Linked DNA regions of Pan troglodytes: all the other regions are linked to region 2. Evidence: chromatin contacts called from public HiChIP or PLAC-seq data. All regions are on one chromosome and are shown on one strand. Each heading gives the region's core, a stretch centred on a gene start, on an enhancer-like site or on the middle of the called end of the contact. The rest is flanking DNA. Distances are from core to core; before and after follow the strand shown.

Region 1 (2,749 bases), core at 184-2,683, 140 kb after region 2:
CATGAGCCACCAGGCCTGGCCTTTAGCAATTTCTTCTCTTTCCTGTTTTCTCTTTTCCTTCCTTCCTTCCTTCCTTCCTTTTCTCTCTTTCTCTCCCTCCCTTTCTCCTTCTTTTTTTTTTTTTTTTTTTTTTTTTTGCGACAGGATCTCGCTCTGTCGTCCAGGCTGCAGTGCAGTGGCTCAATCTTGGCTCATTGCAACCTCTGCCTCCCGGGCTCAAGCGATCTGCCTGCCTCGGCCTCACAAAGTGCTGGGATTATAGGCATGAGCCACTGCGCCCGGCTAATTTTTGTATTTTTAGTAGAGACATGGTTTCACCATGTTGTCCAGGCTGGTCTCAAACTCCTGACCTCAAGTGATCCGCCTGCCTTGGTCTCCCAAAGGGTTGGGATTACAGGCGTGAGCCACCGCACCCAGCTGCCTTTAGTAATTTCTGACCTTTGGTTTACTCTTCCCCCCAGCCTCTCAGTCTCTGGACAGAGCCCTCTGCACGCTCCCAGGATTCCTCTGTGTTTGTAACACATACACAATACCAAACTTCCCAAGGGTAGAAAGCCCAATTTCCATGTATCTCTGAGGTATGCCCACCCCAGTGTTAACCACAGTGCCCAGGAATAATAATGCAATGTGTTGAACTGAAAGAATCAGGTGGCCTTAAGTACACCAGTCGCTTCTCACACCTTGGTTTCCTCCCCGGTGAAATGGGGATGATGGGCAACCTTATCCCATGGGACTGTGATAAGGAAGACAAGAAAGAAAGGCTGTAAAAATTGCGAGCATAGATAACTTGGACGTTGAGAGGCCACCAGTGTTCCTGGGTTTTTAAAGGTTTCTTCTGCTGTGAGCCGGGTGCCCTCTGAGCTGTGAGAAAAGAGGTTCTCCCTCCTTGGCCAGGGAACCCCCACTGGCTTCTTTCCTGCCACCGTGAGCCTCAGTTTCCTCCTCTGAGGGGAGGTGTTTGGAGAAGAGGGGCTGGAACACAGGCTATTGCAAATCCTTCCCGGCTGTGCTTGTTCCTGCAGTCCCAACTCCTGCAGCCATGACTTCCATCAAGCATCAAGGCCATGTTTAGTGCGTAGGGTGTTCCCTCTCAGGTCTGCTCTGCCAGCCCCTGCTCCCACCCCAGCCCCATCCCAGGGTTAGTCCAAACAAAGACTGGCCTCAGGGGATCAGCAGCCGCCAAATCTGAGATAGGGCTTTCCGGGCGCGGCCGGCGGAGCCCCTGCGAGATGAAGAGCGGCCAGAAGCCCAGGGACCCTCGCGGGCATCGGGGCTCTCCCAGATGCCCACGCTGCCTGCTCCCACTGGAGACGGGGACAGGGGCGTCGTCCCAGCCTCCTCCCTGCTCCCACCGCTGTCCCCTTTTTTCCCCAGGCTGCGGGAGGCAAAGGGTTAAATCCCATAGAGCTGATGCTCTGACTCCAGGCTAGAGGGGCCCGGGAAGCTGGGGTCACTTCCTGCTCCGTCCCAGTCACCCTGAACTGGTCCCCGGGTCCTCAGCCTGGAATCACCCCTTGAGAAGGACCCCAGAGTCCTCGGCGCCCAGTCCGTCCCCCGAGGCAGGGCACTGAAGGGGTTAAGTCCCCTGGGGCTGGATTCCGCCTTCCGGCTTTTCCCAGACCCCAGAGCCGTGAGTTGGGGACGCCTGGGTTCCCGGGGGGTGGCCTGGAGTGCCCGGGACGGCCGCCGGGGAACAATGGGGCCCGGGAGGCGGGGGCCGGGAGCCCGGGCCTGAGCCCCCCACCCGCGCCTGGGGCTGTGGCCGGGGTGGGGGCGGGCGGGGGGCGCGGAGGGCCGAGGATTCTGGGAAGCGCGGGGGTCGGTGGCGGGGGAGGGGAGCCTGGGGATTCTGGGAAGAGGGATCGGCCGGGGCCGGGGACCAGCGCTGCCAGCGCAGCCCTGGAGGAGCCTGGCAGTGCTGGAAGGAGCCGGGACCCCGGGGGCCGGGGCAGGGGCGGATGCCCAGGCTCTGTATCAGCAGCGGGACGGGGGTCGCGGCTCCGGGGGAGCAGAAGTCCGGGGCCAAGCGGTGCGGGGGGGCCGGGCCGGGCGGCCGCATTCCCGCCGCCTCCATGTCAGGGTCACCCTGGGCCGTTCCCCACATCTCTCGGGAGGCGGCTCCTCATTCCCTCCCTCTGCAGTGGGGCCATCGCGAGGTCTCAGGCTGGCGTGCCTGGCGCCTGGGCTCCCAGCGCCTCGGCCTCCCTCGGTCTTCCCACGTCCATGCTCTGTGTCGGCCCTGTCATTAACCCTTTCCCTCCTACTCTGGACCACTAGGGGAGAATTTTTTGGAGACCATCGAGGTCCACAAACTCTTACCTGTCCCCAGCAAACACAGCAGGGCATCCTTCCCGGACCGGACATCAGGCAGCCCCCAGTGTGGCAGAGGTCTCCGCTTCCACCACCCCAAAGACACTTACAGGCGGGGAGGGGGGATTCTCGGAGCTTAAGTAGCTGCAGAGATGAAGAAATTAATTTACTTCCTAAACGCTAACTTCTGTCTCTCCTACCGCTCTTTGGCAGGGTGCAGCCAGTCTTGCTTCACCTTGGTCACCTCTCAGCTGCCTCCTGCCATGTCTCCCTTGCCCCACTGCCCCTGTGCACACAGCGCCCACCTCACACAGCCATCCAAAGTTTCCAGGCCCCACCCAGGGATTCTCTGCAGGGTGTAAATGGTGTGGGACCTCCTTCAAGCGCTTTGTTCCTGTGGCCCCATTCCCTCATCCTGAACTCATCTCACCATTTTTGG
Region 2 (2,899 bases), core at 85-2,584:
CAGGCCAACGGGGGCTCCTTGGGCGCAGGGTGCTCAGCTTCTGCCCGGGGCCCACTCAGTCCCGGGTCCGAGTCCCAGCTCCCCTCCCCCCACCCCGCCCCGCCTCTCCCCAGCGCCCCTGGCCCTTTAACTGGCCCCTTCCCGGACCCCACTGCCCAGGGGTCCAGGGCCAGGCCTGGGCCCCCCCCCAACGTTTCCGGGGTTCAAGCCCGCCCACCGCCGGTTCCCGGGGAGGGGGGGGTCGCTGTAACCTGCCCCCCTCCCCTGGGCCCGCCCCTGGACTGCGACCCCCTGCCCTACGGCTACGAGATGAGCGGAGGGGGGGTGAAGGAAGCTGCTCCGGCCCCGCCCCCCCAGCCCGCGCGCACCCCCGACCTCTCCCCCTCCCCCCAGCGCGCGACCCTCGGGAGATAGGGATTTAAATAAAATTTGAATAAATCCCCCTCCTCAAGCGGGAGGGTGGAAGGAAAGGATAGAGGGGGAGAGGGAAAGGGGAAGGGGGCAGTTGGGGTGTCTCAGCCCCCCTGGTCCCCCAGCCCCGCGCTGCTACGGCCCGGGGCCCTGGCCGCCTCTCTCATCCCTCCTCAGCTCCTTCCTCCTTCCTCCTCTCTTCCCCCCTCCCCTCCCCTCCCTCCTCCTTCCCTCCTCCTCCTCCTCCTCCCCCTCTTTACTCCCTCCTTCTCCCAGAGGAACCCCGCCCCCTTCCCCCTCCTTCCTCCACCATCTCCACTTTCCAGGACGAACGCACGCAGGGCTCGACGGGAGTTGTAGTCCTGCGGCCACTGATGCTACGGGGGAACAATAGGACGCTGGGGACAGCGGGAACTACAAACAGGACGGCGGAGGGCGTGCCCAGCCGGGAGCCGAGGATGCCGGGAGTTAGAGTCCCGTTGCCCCGAGGCTCCCAGTTGCAGAACATCGAGAAGGAGAGGGAACGATGACTACAAACAAGATGGCCTTCTCCCCCGACCCGACCTCCTTCCCAGGCGCTCACACGCCCTCCTGTCCACAACCCTCCGCGTGTGTGGTACCTGACGGGAGTCGCAGTCCATCTGCTGCCTTCCCGCTGCCATTTCTACTCGTCAGGAACAATGGAAAGGTGAAAAGGAAAGAGGACTACAAGCAAGATGGCGGAAGAGGGACATACACCTGACTAGTAGTCGATCTTACGAGGTGCGATGGGATTAGTAGTTTTCTAGCCTTCTAGTGTTCCTTAAGAATGGCGGAACCAAGAGGACGAGGAGACTACCGTAAAGATGGCAGGCTACCTAACCTCTCCCGGTCTCCGCTTTCCACCACCTTGGGCACCTCGCCCGCCTGTGGTCTCGAAATCCCCCCCACCAGTGGCGCACGGCCTGACGGGAGTTGCAGTCTCCCGGCTCCCGTTTATCATCTCAAGTCGAGACAATGGAAGGGGATGGGGCGGGGCCACCGGCAAAGATGGCGGCTGCAGGGCCGGGGCGACTGCGACATGGGATGTGTAGTCCAGGCGTCTGGCCTCTTCCCTGCGGAAATGAGGGAGAGGACTACGAAAAAGATGGCGACCTCGCCCCTCGACCTCTGCGCCGGTGCCTGCTGGGAAATGTAGTTCCTTGCCGAGCCCAACAGAGAAAGGACGTCGCTGTTGAAATGTGAATCCCGGCGGACACGCCAAATTGCCAGGCGACGGAAACGGAAAGACTCTTTTCTCCTCTCTCCGCCACCGGCTTCTGAATAGCCTGGCGGGAAATGTAGTCCCAAGCTTTCACTCGCGAGTGGAGGGGAAGGATTTATGTCACCAGTGGGGATCAGTGCGGGTGGGGGAGAAAAACGTCGGGCGATCCGGGAATAAAGAATGTCCGCCTCTCCATGGGGCGAGGACTTTGCGTTTCAGGGGAGGGCCCTTAAAGGAAGGCAGCAGGAATCAGTCTTGTCGAACAGGGGGGCGTGGTTCTCGTCCAGAGTGTATTCACACTCTTGTTCCCTAGAAAGCCTGGGCACCTCCCACTCGATTCCTGCTCCTCAGACCTCCGGGAATCAGTGTCTTACAAGACGTGCGGGCTCCGGGGAAAAGGACCTGGAGTCACAGCGAATCCCCGCCCCGCCCCGGGAAGCCACCAAACCTTGCTTTTTCTCATCTGCAAAATGGGGACAATGGGGATAATGATCCCCACCTCGAAGCACAGTTGTGAGTGTTAAACAAGCCAATGTTCTTGTCACCAAAGTGCCCAATTCTGGCACGGGGCACGCGGTGGTAGATCCCTTTCTAAGGTCCCTTCCTGCCCAGCCGTTCTGGGAGCCCAGGAATCCATGATGCCGGACAGAGTTAGCTCCTGTGAGAAGAAAACTGACCCGCAGGCTCCTCCCAGATTGAACCGACCCCCGCCCCTCCTCATCGGGGTCCTCCAGCGTCTGTTACCGAGCACTGCTCCCAGGGGGCGCTCAATCTCCATTCGACTGAAGTACTACAAACACGATTTCCGCAACCTGGAGTTGGAGGCATTGCAGGCTGTCTAGTCTCATCCCCTGCCTGATATCCAGTCAGCCTTGGAGGCCTCTGCCTAGACACTTCAACTGCCTATGCAAATGGAACGGCTTCTCATCTTTCTGCCGTTTTTTGTTTTTTTGTGTGTGTTTTAAGGTCTTGCTCTGTCACTTGGGTTGGAGTGCAGTTGCAGGATCATAGTTTGCTGCAGCCTCGACCTCCTGGGCTTAAGCAATCCTCCTCCCTCAGCCTTGTGAATACCTGGGACTTCAGGCACGCGCCACCACACCCAGCTAATTTTTAAACTATAATTTTTTTTTGTTCAGACGAAGTCTCGCTATGTTGCCCAGGCTGGTCTTGAACTCCTGGCCACAAGTGTGCCTCCCGCCTTGGCCTCCCTAAGTGTTGGGATTATAGGTGTGAGCCAGCAGCCAT
Region 3 (2,997 bases), core at 454-2,953, 160 kb after region 2:
TTAGAATCACACACACATGCACGCACACACAATCATTCCGTTTCAGGAGCCCCAGTACTTTCTGCTTACTATGTTTATAATTTCCTCCCTCATAGCAAGTGCAACACTCATTTCTAGGAAGTGTCAAATACATAGTTAATACTCAACCACAATACTGTTTTGAAACAAATGGGTGTCAAAACATGAATTGCTCTATAAACCAAGTTAGTCAGAGTCTAAAGCCTGTGTTTTTGTGCACTGCACTTTACTGCCCAAACATGAAATCCATTTCGTGAGAAGTAGTAAGATAGGCAATTCAGGGGCCCAACACCAAAGTCCCCTCCTCCCCAGGACTTCTCCCAGAACTTAAGCTCCCCAGATCCCAGCACTCTGGTCCTACCTCTCAGCTCTGATGTCCCCGGCTCTGGGAGAGGAGTCCCATCACATGTTGGCCCCTCCTGGGTCCCAGGTGCCTCAGGCGCTGAAGACAGCTCCCCCTGGCTCTCATGGCATCGGAGAAGGGCTTCCACAGTTTCATCCAGCTGGAACGAGAAAACATCAAAAATGTTATGAATCCCTTAGTGCTTTCCAACATGATACTCCTTTCCTAGCAGGGGAATCTGGAGATTGGCAGCTGAATCAAGGCCTGTTCTTTGAAAGCAGAAGGTATCCACCTGGGCCCAGTAACGATTGACGATGAGGAGTGTGGCATCATCTGTGGCCTGCCGCTTCTCCAACTTCTCAATTCGTTCTCGGAGTTCATCTTCACAAGCCTGCCGTTGTTCCAGCCGCTCTGCCAGTTTCTTGTTCTTGAACTGTAGTACCTTCAGGTCCATCTCCTCCTACCAAAGGAAACAAAGGGGCCGACGAGAGCGTCAAGCACGGCCCACAAACCAATCACAGAGAGAGAGAGAGGAGCAGAGCATCTGCAATGCATGGGAGATGGAGGTATTCCCACACTAACCGCTAACAGAATCTAAGGAGGCTCAGACAACACACAGCGAAAGTGTCTTTGTTGTGAGGAGGCTCACGTTGTTTCTGCCTGTCCCCTTGAAAATCCTTAGTCTTTGACAAGTCACACGCCCCCTGGAAACCTGTTTTCCTATCTGTAAAAGGAAGACAGGCGTCGTGTTCTGAGCTTCTTTCTGACCTTTCTTTCAAGGTCCTGTAACGCGGACCTTGCTAAACCTGGGGAAGTGGGTGTAAGATTCCGCACAGTTTGGCCAGAGAACAGAGGGAGGGCTCTGGGAAGTCCTGAGGGTTAAGGCAAGAGCCCACGAACCGTGGAAGAGATGCCTCCAAGACGAATGGGCTCGATAAGAGTCGTGGTGGTCTTCTCCTCACGACTCAGCTTCTTCTCCGGGGGCCCTGAGCCCCCGTCGCCGGCGGCGCGTTTGTTGCCTGGCCCAGACATGGCCGCGGCGGCTGGAGCGGCGCAGGGTCCCCTGAGGGGCGTCAGACGGGAGGAGGCGGTACTTCCGTCACCTGCAGAAGACACAGAGCAGAGATGTGGGAACGGCTGGTGTTCCACAGCCCCAAACACCCTCCACCCTGCACACACCTGCTGGATCCCGTCCCCCCCGGCGCCAGAGCCCTCACCAGCAGCAGGGTCAGCCTAGCGCCGCCATCTTGGATTTCACCGGACGTCACTGGACGTCACTGGCCCCCCCCAACGGTGCGCAGGGCGCAGGCGCCAAAGGCAGCCCCGGATGTGAGGAAACTCCTTTATCTTCTGCTTCTATTGGTTACGCTTGGTCCCGCCACTCGGGTCCTCTGGCTTCTTCCCAAACACCTCCTCTTTCTCTCGGTGATTGGCCAAGAGGCAGTTCCCATAGTAACTGACACCGCGCTCCCACTTCCCAGCCTGGAGGACAGCGCCGGCCCTCGTATTAGCAACCTGGAAGAGAGGGCGCCCAGGTGGGCACTCGCAACTTCTTACGTATCTGCGCGTTCTCTTCGCACCCACTGGCGTGAGCCTGCGCTTTCCGCCTTCCTTCCCTCACAAGCCCCCGTGGCAACCGTCGCCGTTGAGACGGAGGGAGACGCCCCCACGGATTCGCCCCGCCGCGCCTCTCCGCGCGTAGATTGGCCGGAGCGAGGCGAACGGGCCCGGCCTTGGTAGCCGCCGACCGAGCGCTGGCTGTCCTGGAACCTAGGCGGCGGGAGCCCGGGGCGCCCCGCGGCACGGAAGAGCGGCGAGATGCTCAACCGCAAGACCAGCCACTTTTTGGGAATGAGGGTGCAGTCGGAGCTTGAACATCTCTCCGAGCTGCGGCGGGAAGCGGGGAAGGATCGCAGCTCAGTGCATGGGTCGGCCGCGCGGACGCGTGCGAGTGTGCGGACTCAGTGGACGACGGCGGCGGCGGCGACGAAAGCGGATGAAGGCCCTGGAGCCAACTTGTTTCCGGTGAGGGCGGGACAGTCTGGTCTGCTCGTGAATGTTTATAAACCGGCTCCCCCGCAGGCGCCACCTGTCATTATGCTTACTAACGTTCGGGACGTCTCCCGGGCTGCTTGGGCGAGCAGAGGCAGGGGTGTGTGACCCCGGTGGTTACTGTGCTCGCGTAGAGCACCTAGGGCCTGCTGAAGCCCTCCCTCGCCCGCGCCTCTCCTTCTTAGTCCTTGAGATGAGATGGCAAGTTACAGCGGCTTCTCCGGCCTGCTGGAGATTCGCTACGGGCCAGGACACCGCAGCTGCCTTCCCCAATTCGCTTTCTTTCCGCAGCCGCCGCTGCCCCGGCCCCGGATCTGCATGTGGTGAGTGTGAAGAGACAAAAATTACACTGAATATTTGCGTTCTTTATTGTCTCCCCAACAGTCCTGTCTGTGGCCAGGGCATCCCCATTTTACAGATGAGACTGAGGCCTGGAGATGCAATTACTCCAGGTGACTGGAAGTTGGCTTTCCAGCCTCTCCAGTCCAAAGAGGAGGCAGTGTGAGAAAAAAAGAGCCAAAGACAGAATGTAAATGGAGTCTCATGGCCGCTAAGGAGTATTGTACAGAGGGGGACACTGAGGG

What was found. HiChIP or PLAC-seq counts read pairs in DNA pulled down with a chosen protein or histone mark.
Region 1: an H3K4me3 HiChIP or PLAC-seq map of stem cell-derived excitatory neurons shows a contact between it and region 2, with 5 times the contacts expected there. The contact joins the promoter of ZNF629 here to the promoter of FBXL19 in region 2. A contact is called at or near these places in 3 of 7 Hi-C or Micro-C datasets (induced pluripotent stem cells and stem cell-derived neural progenitor cells), 1 of 1 datasets of contacts at active chromatin or transcription factors (stem cell-derived excitatory neurons) and 1 of 1 other capture datasets (stem cell-derived neural stem cells).
Region 3: an H3K4me3 HiChIP or PLAC-seq map of stem cell-derived excitatory neurons shows a contact between it and region 2, with 5 times the contacts expected there. The contact joins the promoter of CFAP119 here to the promoter of FBXL19 in region 2. A contact is called at or near these places in 1 of 7 Hi-C or Micro-C datasets (stem cell-derived neural progenitor cells), 1 of 1 datasets of contacts at active chromatin or transcription factors (stem cell-derived excitatory neurons) and 1 of 1 other capture datasets (stem cell-derived neural stem cells).

The regions. Positions count from the first base shown.
Region 1 is chr18:34,813,005-34,815,753 of NHGRI_mPanTro3-v2.0_pri, reverse strand. It overlaps ZNF629 (zinc finger protein 629), which reads left to right and starts at 1,433. Exons shown (of 3, transcript XM_009430670.5): 1 at 1,433-1,630.
Region 2 is chr18:34,948,737-34,951,635 of NHGRI_mPanTro3-v2.0_pri, reverse strand. It overlaps FBXL19 (F-box and leucine rich repeat protein 19), which reads right to left and starts at 1,334. Exons shown (of 10, transcript XM_054669321.2): 1 at 1,032-1,334. The coding sequence starts at 1,073.
Region 3 is chr18:34,787,978-34,790,974 of NHGRI_mPanTro3-v2.0_pri, reverse strand. It overlaps CFAP119 (cilia and flagella associated protein 119), which reads left to right and starts at 1,703. Exons shown (of 9, transcript NM_001246401.1): 1 at 1,703-2,386; 2 at 2,705-2,736. The coding sequence starts at 2,180. RNF40 (ring finger protein 40) reads right to left here and starts at 2,374. Exons shown (of 20, transcript XM_016929710.3): 1 at 1,579-2,374; 2 at 1,262-1,464; 3 at 654-821; 4 at 380-521. The coding sequence starts at 1,393.